Linked DNA regions of Sus scrofa: region 2 is linked to region 1. The links are chromatin contacts, called in public HiChIP or PLAC-seq maps. All regions are on one chromosome and are shown on one strand. The core of a region is the stretch at or near the end of the contact, and the rest is flanking DNA. Distances in the headings are between cores, read along the strand shown.

Region 1 (6,361 bases), core at 1,653-4,152:
TTCCACAGAACTCTGCTAGGTGAGAAGCAAACAAAAATGGAGGTTGCATGATTCTTTTTCTCCTTTTCTTTTTTTTTTCTTTTTTTTTTAAGTGCTGCACTCGAGGCACATGGAGGTTGCCAGACTAGGGGTCGAATTGGAGCTGTAGCTGCCAGTCTACACCACAGCCATAGCAACATGGAATCTGAGCCTCGTCTGCAACCTACACCACAGCTCACAGCAACACTGGATTCTTAACCCACTGAATGAGGCCAGGGATCAGACCCACAACCTCATGGTTACTAGTCAGGTTCATTAACCACTCAGCCATGATGGGAACTCCTTTTTCTCCTTTCTTCCTAACCAATTTCTTCTTGCACAAGGAATGGAATTTTCAAAGATGAGTAACAACATCCAGGTGTGTTACTGTGTCAAAATGAGGCCCTACAGTCCATCAAGCTGCATCATCCATTAAATCCACTAAGGTGGCATCGCCCTACTACTCATCTCAGTGTTCAACTATTAAAGCTCAGCAGGTATCTACACAGCAGCCACCCACTTATTCCTCCCAAGGGAAGTTCCATTTGCTTTTTAGGTCATGAGGGGGTGAGGCATTAGGTTTCATAATCCCTCAACATTGACCCAGTCCTGGAAGACAAAACCATGCCCAAACTTTAACATTCCTGGGCTTGTCTGTGTTAGGAGCATGGTGACAAGGTTGGATCTTACAGGATCTGTGCAAGGCTCATGGGGCAGAGCCATTAGGGTGATGCTGAAAGTATAAAACACTGCTCAGCCCAGCAAAACAGCAGCAGGGTCCAAGAGAGATGGAGCCAGAGTCAGGGGGGAAGTAAGAAGGACTGGGGACATCATGCAGCCACGGAAAGGGCTTATTATTAAGTGCATGTGAAACACCTTCTTTTGATTCCCAAAAATAAATGGAAGGTCTTTGCAAGGACTGCAGTTTTCTGCGGAAGACTGAGAGAGAAAAACAGCAACACTGGAGTTCCTGTTGTGGTGCAGTGGAAACGAATCCAATTAGGAACCATGAGGTTGCAGGTTCATCACTGGCTTCGTTCAGTGGGTTAGGGATCCAGGGTTGCCGTGAGCTATGGTGTAATTCGCAGATGCGGCTCGGATCTGGCAGTGCTGTGGCTGAGGCGTAGGCCGGCGGCTACAGCTCCAATTAGACCTCTAGTCTGGGAGCTTCCATATGCTGCTGGTGTAGCCCTAAAAAGCAAAAAATAAAATAAAAAACAGCAACACTGAAGAAGATGCTATACGTTTCTTCACAAAAAATAAGCTATACTCAATTCAGTCAGATCTTCTGGCAGGTGTGTGAGTGGTGCAGGGGTTGTAAAGATGAGTTTTCCTTCTCAAAACCTGGCTGCAGACACATTAGAGCACGTTAGCTAAAGGGATTTCTTTCTTTCTTTTTTTTTTTTTTTGCTTTTTAGGGCCACTCCCATGGCATATGGAGGTTCCCAAGCCAGAGCCACAGCAATGCCAGATCCGAGCCATGTCTTCGACCTCCACCACAGCTCACAGCAACCCTGGATCCTTAACCCACTGAGCGAGGCCAGGGATCGAACCTGCAACCTCATGGTTCCTGGTAAGATTCATTTCCACTGAGCCACAAGGGGAACTCCAGAGACTTCTTTTTTTTAATGATGAACTGTTTTCTTTTTTCTTTCTCTTTTTTAGTTATTTCTTCTATTATAGTTGATTTACACTGTCAAGCAACTTCTGAGATTCAGAGGAGGGAGAAACTGATGATGAACTCTTGAGATCTCTTTATGATCCCTCAAATCTCCAATTCTCCTGCTGGAGAAGCCCCAGAGTTCCCCAATAATAACATTCCCTGGGATTTAATCTCTTTTGGTCCTCTGACTTCAGCTCCTGAGTCCCCCTGCACCGTCTCTGCAACACCACGGCTCTCCTCTGGGAGTTCCCTGAGATCTCAGAAAGTAGACACACACACACACACACACACACACACACTTACAGGACAAGGGGAGTCTTTGTAACAGTCCTGCTAGACTGAAACAAGCCTCAACTCCAACCACAGGAAACTGGTTAAATGTGTTATAGTCCATTCATAAAATGGAACACTAAGTAGCATTATAAAGACGACTTGGTGCACCATATACTCTAGATAAACTGTTGTGTGACCGAAGGAAAGGGAGAACCAGGAGCAGATATGCTACTGCTTAAGAAAAAACAAAAACAAAAACAACTATCTCCAGGAGTTTCCGTAGTGGCACAGCAGAAACGAGAATCTGACTAGGAACCATGAGGTTGAGGGTTCAATCCCTGGCCTCACTCAGTGGGTTAAAGATCCAGCATTGCCGTGAGCTATGGTTGCAGACTTAGATCTGGCTGTGGCTGTGGCTGTGGCACAGGTTGGCAGCAGTAGCTCCAATTAGACCCCTAGCCTGGGAACATCCATATGCCATAGATGCGGCCCTAAAAACAAACAAGCTGACCAACAAAAAAACACAGCTATCTCCAGAAACAAGAACCAGGGATTCAAGGAACTGTGATTGCACTGGGGAGAGGAACTTGAGGCCAGAGTAAGACAAAGTATCTTTTCATATGATTTTTTTTTTTTTTTTTTTTTTTTTTTTGCTTTTTAGGGCCGCTCCTGTGGCATATGGAGGTTCCCAGGCTAGGGGTCAAATCGGAGCTGAAGCTGCCAGCCTACACCACAGCCACAGCAACACGGGATCCAAGCCGCATCTGCGACCTACACCACAGCTCATGGTAACACCAGGTCCTTAACCCACTGAGTGAGCCCAGGGATTGAATCCGCAACCTCATGGTTCCAGTCAGATTCGTTTCTCCTGTGCCATGACGGGAACCCCATGTGATTTTTTTTAAAACAGTGACCCAGAGTTACTTTAAAACATTTCTAAGAGGAAGGAGGGGGAGGAGAAGCCAGCCATGGGAGAGCACCGGGGGAGGAGTTTCAGTTTCACTGAAGAGGTCCTGGAGGAGGCAGAGGAGGGCTTGGATCCACACCCTCAGGAAAAGGCAGAGCGTTCTGGTCCTCACGTCCCTTTTGAACACCTGCTGCTAGGAGCGCCTCTGCCCATCCTCCCCTATTACTCCTTCAGCTCTCCTGGACCTGTTCAGGCATTGTTCTTCCTTCTCCACACACCACACTTCAGTTCTACCCCTGCTCTAAAGCCACTGGTGGAAACCCCTTTCCTCAATGATCTACCAACAAATCCCTGTGCGCTGGGAATTAACCTCACTACCCTAGAGCTTATGAATCACCACATTTCTTAATTTCTCTAAAGAAAATGAAATCTAGGTGTTCCCATTGTGGCTCAGAGGGTTAACAACGAGACATAGTGTCCGTGAGGATTCAGGTTCAATCCCTGGCATCACTCAGTGTTGCCACAAGCTGCAGCTTAGGTCACAAATGCGGCTTAGATCCAGAATTGCAGTGGCTGTGGTGTAGGAACTTCCATATGCCGTGAGTGCAAGCCATGAAAGGAAGGAAGGAAGGAAAGAAAAGAAAATGAAATCTAGTTCAGTCCCAGCATCCTGTCCCCGTCCAATCTCTGGGCATGGCAAAGAATTCTGAGGTTCTAAATTTCCAGGGTGGAGCTCCTGTAGTGGCTTAGTGGTTAATGAACCCGAATAGTATCCATGAGGTTGCAGATTCAATCCCTGGCCTCACTCAGTGGGTTAAGGACCTGGCATTGCCGTGAGCTGTGGTGTAGGTTGCAGACGTGACTCAGATCCCGACTTGCTGTGGCTGTGGCGTAGGCTGGCAGCTGTAGCTCCGATTCGACCCCTAGCCTGGGAACCCCCATATGCCACCAGTGCTGTCCTTAAAAAAAATAAAATAAAATAAAAGTTTCCAGGGTCCTTGGGTGCATCATGGTAGCCAGGAAGCTGCCCATGTCCAGCCCCAACTCAACCTGCAGGCTGGTGAGGGGGCCTCCACCTCCTCCGGGCAGGCCAGGCCACCAGGTCCTGAGACAGCGTTCACCCCCAGGTGTCCACAGACTCATGACTCAATTCACCCCAGGTGTATCACAGCTCAGGGTGCTGGATAGCCAGAGGCACACGGTCCCAGCTTCTCAAGACCCACCACCCTCTCTGCCACCAGAGCCAGGCCGCTCCCCCACGCCCCTCAAAGCCCAGCCCCCATCCCCTCACTCTCTCCAGCTCCTCCTTACATTTCAACACTATGGTTTGCATTCTAGAAGAGAAAAGAGCTGACACTGGCCCCTATCTCATCCAGGACAAGGGAATCTGGAACTTAGAACACAAAGTTCTGCTTGTTCTTCCTGTGAGGAGGGAGGGGAAGTGACCTGCACCGAGAAAACACCACACAGGAATTATCACCCACTCCTCTGTTATATACCCTCCTCTCAAGAAATGGTTGTGCGTTTTTTAGGACCTTTTTTTTTTTTTTTTTAAGTCTTTTTAGGGCCGCACCCTTGGCATATGAAAGTTTGAATCAGAACTAAGGGTAGAATCAGAGCTATAGCTGCCGGCCTAGACCACAGTCACAACAACACCGGACCCTCAACCCACTGAGTGAGGCCCGGGATCAAATCCACATCCTCAAAGATACTAGTCAGGTTCTTAACCTGCTGAGCCACTACGGGAACCCTAGGACCTTAATATATTTCCTTTGGTCTGGTTTCTCTGAAGCAAAACATGAAGGAAAACTGGGTTACAAAAGCTCAAAAATATGGAACACTTCATGAATTTGTGTGTTGTCTTTGCCCAGGGGCCATAGTAGCCCTAGCAAGAGATCAAGGTCAGCCAGGCTGGTTGAGAAAAGAGATGTAACTCCAGGTGGCCCTGGCGGCCCTACCATTAAAGGACAGGCCTGGTCCTGTGGTTGGTCCCCTGACCTCCCCTAATGAGCATCCTCTGCCCCAGTATTTCTGAAGTTTGTGCTTAGGAAGACCCCTTTTCCCCAAATATTTATTGGTGAGGGTACAGACGACTGACTTGTAGGTCTCCGAAGTTCGCAGCCTGCCACGCCCCTGGTGGGTCTCAGGACTCCAGACACAGTCAGGCCGCGATCACCTCGAGCACGAAAAGGGCCTCAAGGGCTGGGTCTCTTCGCCAACAGCCACATGCTCCTGAGAACGAACATGACAGTTTCATTCTCAGAAAACAGCCCCTGTTTCTGATCATCTGCTGTTTGTGTCATCTGCAGACTGGCCTTGGCGACCACCTGTCCCTTTGTGTTGGCCCAGGGTGCAGGGCACCAGGCAGCTCATGCTCTAGCACCAGGCATCACCAGGCCTAGGGTGACAATCTCTCTTCTCCAGAAATAGTTCCATTTTTTGGTAATCCAGAGGCCGAAGGGGAAGCCCTGAAATTTCATCTTCTCCTGAAAAGTGTAGGGAAATGACTGCTCAGCGACCTTGAAAAAGCGTCTCCCATCCCCATTGCCCCAGAGCTGCTGAAGGATCATGGTGTCTTGAGATGGATTTTCAAGCTCAGTCTCTTCATAGCTCTCTGGTGAGCCCCCAGTCTGCAGAAGTGAAGGGCTTGGGTCTGGCATCTCTGTCCCCTTTCTCCTTCATGACCCTCTCTGCTACCCTGCTCCCAGCAAGGCTGGGCTTAGTAAATTTGGGGTGTGTCACCTCAAGTCTGCATTTACCTCCCTCCAATTCTCTAATTTCCCAGGAGAGTATCAAGTGTTAGCCACATAGTTTTCTTTTCTGATCTTTTCGCTTATTTTTTTCCCTTGCATGAATAATACATGAATACATCTTTATTGCACAAGTTTCAAATAATACAGATGTCTATGGAGTAAGGCTGAAAACCAGCAACATCCCTCCCAAGACCACTCTCCTCAGAAGCCACACTGTGCACAGTTTGCTATACATCCTTCCAGCCCCCTTTCTGGGCATTTACATCATAAATAGTACATGGATCCATCCACATGTATCATTTTTTATTTCTCATTTTTTTTTTGATAATGGATATTGCTTTGCAACTTTTAAAATTTGATGTTTTTCACTTGTAAATCTTTCATGTTAGGATATACAGATATACATCTCATTCGTATACAAATATATGCAAATAAACACACACATATATAAGTCTCATACTCTACATTTTTATATTCATACAAAGGAGATTATCCTATACACATAGTTCTGCACTTTGATAGTTTTATTTATTTATTTAGGGCCACACCCGTGGCATATGGAAGTTCCCAGGCTAGGGGTCGAATCAGAGGTACGGCTGCTGGCCTAAAACACAGCCACAGCAACACCAGATCCAAGCCACATCTGCCACCTATACCACAGCTCATGGCAATGCCAAATCCTTAACCAGCTGAGTGAGGCCAGGGATTGAACCTGTGTCCTCATGGATACAAGTCGGATTCATTTCT
Region 2 (6,361 bases), core at 2,185-4,684, 430 kb before region 1:
AAATAAAAAGAAGATGCTGAGGAATCTTAAAATAAGTGTTACTTACTTAGCAATTTTGCCAAAGCTGGGCAGGTTATGTTAGTCTTTAGCTCTGCAAAAGCAAATAAATCCATCCAAGGTTGTCAAGCAAAGGGTATATCTGCCATGAGTTTTATTCATTATTCACACACAGCGTTCAGACACTGGCTTGGTCAATTTTTAATTCATTTCCCTAGCAACCTGGGCTAAATTAAACAATATGACAGGGCCATGAGGAAGGGAGCCTTTTGACAACATCTAACCCACCATCTCAGACTTTAAAATTGCCCTTTATCTTAGTTGCTATGCCCACACCAGCCTGCATACAATTGTCATCTGGGGCCTACCGTCCCCAGGTTCTAGATCAGGGTATGACTTGTTTAAGTAGGAAAAACAAGAACATATTGGGTCACAGGGTGTGGTTGCTCAGGCTGTGCATGGCACAACTCCGCTAGGTACCATTTACAAAGTTATCATAAATTTGTATATTTATACTGACAATTTCCTAGAAAACAGCAAAGTGTCTTAAACAAGGGGTAGCTTTTTCTATCTTTCATAAGGGTACTGTATATGTTAGCTACAGGAGTGACTGGGTAAGCCACTCTGAAGCTAGAAGGCAGAAAGAGACAAATATCAGAATCCTTAATCTAGGACTAACTCAGCATTGGTGACTGGATATCCGTAACAGTCTTTGTCCTAATAGCTGCCAGAGAAATTCTAACTCATGATTCACTAAACTGGACTAACCTTGCCTTCTGATTTAGTTTTCATTGGTTCTGACCAGGTTTCAAAACTGACAGAGTACTTCTCAAACCTGGCTCTACAATTGCCTCAGGAGTTTAAAAAACAAAACTCATAGAGAGAGAATGTAGATTGGTAGTCACCAGAGGTAGAGCGTGAGGGTGGGCAAAATGGGTAAGGTGGTCAAAAGATACAAAATTCCAATTGTAAAATAAATAAGTCATAGATTACATAATGTGCAGCATGGTGGCTATAGTTAATAATACCATATCGTATATTTAAAAGCTGCTAAGAGAGTAAATCTTAAAAGATCAATCACATACACACAAAATTTGTAACTGTGTGTGATGATGGATGTTAACTAGACTTACTGTGATGAACATTGCACAATATATACAAGTATCAAATTATTACGTTATAAATCTGAAGCTAACATAGTGTTACATGTAAACTATATCTCAATTTTAAAAAATTCTAGAGATTGGAGTTCCCGTCGTGGCGCAGTGGTTAGCGAATCTGACTAGGAACCATGAGGTTGCGGGTTCGATCCCTGCCCTTGCTCAGTGGGTTAAGGATCCGGCGTTGCCATGAGCTGTGGTGTAGGTTGCAGACTCAGCTCAGATCCAGTGTCGCTGTGGCTCTGGCGCAGGCCGGTGGCTACGGCTCCCAATTAGACCCCTAGCCTGGGAATCTCCATTGCTGCGGAAGCGGCCCTAGAAAAGGCAAAAAACAAACAAACAACAAACAAACAAAAACAAAGATGACTTCCTCTAACCTCTCCCAGCCGGTGCACCCCTTGGGATGTCTCTGAGTACCACCACCAAGTTTGAAAAAAAAAAAAAATTCTAGAGATTATCATACTAAGTGAAGTAAGCCAAAGATATGATGTAAGATATCACATATGATGACGCTTATATGTGGACTCTAAAAAAATAATGATACAAATGAACTTATACACAAAACAGAAATAGACTTACAGACATAGAAAACAAATTAGGAGTTCCCGATGTGACTTAACAGAAACGAACCTGGCTAGTATCCATGAGGATGCTGGTTCAATCCCTGGCCTCGCTCAGTGGGTTAAGGATCTGGTGTTGCTGTGAGCTGTGGTGTAGATTGCAGACGCAGCTTGGATCCTGTGTTGCTGTGGCTCCAGCTCAGATTTGACCCCTGGCCTGGGGACTTCCATATGCTGCACCTGTGGCCTTAAAAAGCAAGGGAGGGAGGGAGGGAGGAAGGAAGGAAGGAAGGAAGGAAGGAAGGAAGGAAGGAAGGAAGGAAGGAAGAAAACCATGGTTATCAAGGCTGAAAGGGGGGAGGGATAAATTAGGAGTCTGAGACTAACACACAAACACTACTGTATATAAAATAGGTAACCTACTGTAGAGCACAGGGAACTCTACTCAATATTTTGTAATAACCTATAAGGGAAAGGAATTTGAAAAAGAATATATATATACACACACACACAAATCTGAATCACTCTGCTGAACACCTGAAACTTACACAACATTGTAAATCAATTGTATTTCAATTTTAAAAAATTCTGATTCTGAACCCTACCTCAGAACAATAAGTTAAAATGTCTAGGAGTTCCCGTCGTGGCACAGTGGTTAACGAATCTGACTAGGAACCATGAGGTTGCGGGTTCGGTCCCTGCCCTTGCTCAGTGGGTTAACGATCCGGCGTTGCCGTGAGCTGTGGTGTAGGCTGCAGACGCGGCTCGGATCCCGCGTTGCTGTGGCTCTGGCGTAGGCTGGCAGCTACAGCTCTGATTGGACCCCTAGCCTGGGAAACTCCATATGCCACGGGAGCGGCCCAAGAAATGGCAAAAAGACAAATAAATAAATAAATAAATAATAAAATGTCTATGGCCAGGGCCTGGGCACCAGCATCTTTTAAAAGTATCTAGAGTGCAGAAGGGTGGATAACTGCTCCTCTAGTGTCTCGAGAGCATAGAACAGATGGTTAAGAGAGGAATCGGAGGCCCCAAGTCTGAGAAAAAAAATTATTAAAATGGAAGAGGAGTTTTAAAATGTATTGAACATGGCTTTTAACCATTAGATGGATACGCAGAAAAGATAAACAGAAAAATAGAAAAGATAAGCAGAAAATAGAAAGGAAAAAAACGTTAATTAAGCCACATGAACTGGTATTCATGATTGCAGAGAGGGTCTTCATCACTTGATTTTCAAGTTTAGAATTACGCTGCAAATTTCAGTAAAGAAGGAACTTCAAACCTTATTAATAAACTTCTGAGTGCTCGAATTGAGCTTTCAAATGTTAGAAGAAGCAAGGAAGGAAATGACTGAGAAGGGAAAGGGGAAGTCAGACCTGTTTAAGTATGACAAGGAGCTCTCAACGAAGTTCTGCAGGCAGCACAGCATTTCACAATTCTAGCTCCGGAAGAGTCCCAGTATGATGATTTGAAATGTAAGTGGCATAACCACAAGGGAAGCTGAGACTATCTTCCAAAACGGTGGCTTGTTTATTTAGAAGACCTCATAATTTCCTGCTAAATAATCCAAGTGTGGCCTAGTCCAGCTTGTTTCTGATGAGAATGGCTTAGTCATTTTACCCATTTCAAGAGTTCTTTGTGAGTCATAGGTTATACTCACTGTTCACATTCAGGTCTAGGATGGCCAGTCCTCTTGAAGCCTCTCTGGAGTTAAGTCTGCCCAGCTAATCCTTTCTGTGCTTTCTCAATGATGAGTCAGTGCTTTGCTGTCTTCCTTTGTCACCCCAAGTTAGTGAAAAATATTCAAAATTCCCAGAAAAGCAGATATATTCTAATTGGTTCTTAGTAAAACAGCCAGTCTCATAAATGTATGCTGCATTTGCAAGTGCATGTTCAGAGCCTAAAAATACACATCTACTTTGAATTCATTTACTGTAGATAGATGTCCCTAAAAAAATTTAGAGAAGAGAACATATTTTCCCTCTCCCCCATTTCTTCTTATTCAAATCGTTTATTGCTTTCAAAAGCCAGTTCACCTCTCATATCTTCCATTAACTTTTCCTAACCCAAAGTAACCTCTTCCCACTCAGGATTTATACTGATCAACTGACTCTGTCATTTGGTATCATTCATATACTCTATTATTACACCTGTCATAGTCATTTTGCTTATCATATGGGTGTGTCTTTTCTACCTGTTATATTCTTCCAAGATGTGGAAGAATATATACTTTGTAGCATTCACTGAATGTCAGACAAAGTCATTATCAAAGAGTCCAATTCATGAATCAATTTTATCACATATCTATCTATGCTATTGTTCCTTCTCTCACAAAGGAGAGGACACAATAATATGCCAATATATAAATAAGATGCCTTGGTTTTCCCACAACTGTAGGACCCAAGTAGTATGAATCCCTGAATTCCTTTAGTGCGTCAGGCACCAGAAACATAGGTGGGGTAGAGGGCCTCCAATGCTCCCCTAACAGAGGCATGTTTCTTTAAAGAAGATTTTTGTAAAAAAAAAAAAAAAAAAAAAAAAAAGGAGAAGATTTTTTTAAAGAATAAGGAGGAAGACTGGTGACTCAATGATGGCATGCCATTGACAGTAAAACACAACCTAATTTCAAAAATGTTAAAATGCGAAAGAATGTGTGCTGTGATATCAGTGACATATGGTAAGTGAATATGATCTTTTAAATGAGGTAATATGTAATAAAAGTTATAAGCCTCTTCATCAAATTATCATAAACCAGAAAGCAATTAGCCTTAAAGAAAGGTATATCATAAACCTGCTCCTGAAACACTGAGCACCGGCTAGACTATCACTGGTGATGGCCTACAATACACCATGTTCCCAGAAGGTGAACTTGCCCAAAAGGAACAAAAGCCATGGTGTCACAGCCATGGCTTCAAGAGTGCACACAAGTTGCAAAGTTTAGTTCCAAAAAAATACAATAACGTGACTTTCACGTTTATGCAAAATGAAGCTGCCAGATTGTAGCGTTGCAAAATGTTAACCAAAAGAAGGATGGGTGCTGAGGTTCTGAGGAGAAGGTCCAGAAAGTATGTCTTCCCCATTCACTATCTCTGTCTGGCTATGAATGAAAAATAATCCAAAACTATCTTTTTAGCAACTGGTGTCAACGTGGCTAGTAAATTCAGTAATCTCGCCTTATATCCTTTCTATCTCAAGATATCCTACAGCTTTCTTTAATTGTAAAGTATATTCTAATAGATATATCTAACTTCCCGGGGGGGAAACTTTCCTTCTTTTAACTCGAATAGATGTATGATCTACTGATGTTCCTGCATGTAATTTACAACATATTTAATCAGAACCCAACAGTGTAGGGATCCCACTACATGGCAGTACTAAACTTGAGGCCTAGGAAGCCTGGGATCTGGGCTCCAGGCTCCTTCTAACCTCAGATAAGAGAACAGAGTAATTTTTCTCTTGCCCTGGAATCCTATTCTTCATCAAGGCCTGCACTGAAGCAAAGGGATAAACAACCCCCAGGCAGCAAAGATCCACACAACTGCTATAGACATGTTCCTCAGGTCACTGGTGCTATGGATGCTGCTGCCATGTTCCTTTCCTGCCCTACAATCAGTGCCAAGTGCCATGTGGGCTCCCTGTCTTGAGAAGGCATAAGGCAAAAGAAGATGGCATCATGCAGATTTGCATCATGTCTCCTGTATTGGAAAGAGGCCATAATCCACCCTTATTACCAATTAAACACCCAACGAGCAGTGCATTCCTGGTGGCCCATGCTTATGCTGCCACTGCCTGGTGCTGGTTTCTGTTGGGGAATACTTAAGAACAGTGTGATGCATTCTAAAATCAAGTAGTAACAGGAAAATAAACAGGATGTTACATGTATATATTTATATCACCCCTACTGACTTTTAAGAATGAAGTGCTGGTTTTACATCCAAACAAGCAAGCAAGCAAGCAGGAACAACCATTATATGAACTTTTTTTTTTCTTATATATATATATATATATACACATACATTTTTTTTTCCCACTGTACAGCAAGGGGGTCAGGTTATCCTTACATGTATACATTACAATTACAGTTTTTTCCCCCACCCTTTCTTCTGTTGCAACATGAGTATCTAGACATAGTTCTCAATGCTATTCAGCAGGATCTCCTTGTAAATCTATTCTAAGTTGTGTCTGATAAGCCCAAGCTCCCGATCCCTCCCACTCCCTCCCCCTCCCATCAGGCAACCACAAGTCTCTTCTCCAAGTCCATGATTTTCTTTTCTGAGGAGATGTTCATTTGTGCTGGATATTAGATTCCAGTTATAAGTGATATCATATGGTATTTATCTTTGTCTTCCTGGCTCATTTCACTCAGGATGAGATTCTCTAGATCCATCCATGTTGCTGCAAATGGCATTATGTCATCCTTTTTTATGGCTGAGTAGTATTCCATTGTGTATATATACCACCTCTTCCGAATCCAATCCTCTGTCGATGACATTTGGATTGTTTCCATGTCCTGGCTATTGTGAATAGTGCTGCAATGAACATGCGGGTGCATGTGTCTCTTTTAAGTAGAGTTTTGTCCGGATAGATGCCCAAGAGTGGGATTGTGGGGTCATATGGAAGTTCTTTTTTTTTTTTTTTTTTGTC

Evidence for each region. HiChIP or PLAC-seq counts read pairs in DNA pulled down with a chosen protein or histone mark.
Region 2: a contact with region 1 is called in an H3K27ac HiChIP or PLAC-seq map of alveolar macrophages. The contact joins two enhancer-like sites. A contact is called at or near these places in 1 of 47 Hi-C or Micro-C datasets (subcutaneous adipose tissue) and 1 of 2 datasets of contacts at active chromatin or transcription factors (alveolar macrophages).

The regions. Positions count from the first base shown.
Region 1 is chr2:102,457,507-102,463,867 of Sscrofa11.1, reverse strand. No RefSeq gene overlaps it. Among named protein-coding and RNA genes, the nearest start is that of GLRX, 23 kb to the right of the region's middle. Within about 2 kb of position 2,902, at least 4 of the 83 cell types and tissues checked have an H3K27ac peak or open chromatin away from gene starts, as enhancers often do. A contact at or near this core is called in alveolar macrophages, where this site is marked.
Region 2 is chr2:102,892,869-102,899,229 of Sscrofa11.1, reverse strand. All of the region lies in intron 6 of LOC106508433 (a long non-coding RNA gene), which reads right to left. Among named protein-coding and RNA genes, the nearest start is that of PCSK1, 150 kb to the left of the region's middle. Within about 2 kb of position 3,434, at least 14 of the 83 cell types and tissues checked have an H3K27ac peak or open chromatin away from gene starts, as enhancers often do. A contact at or near this core is called in alveolar macrophages, where this site is marked.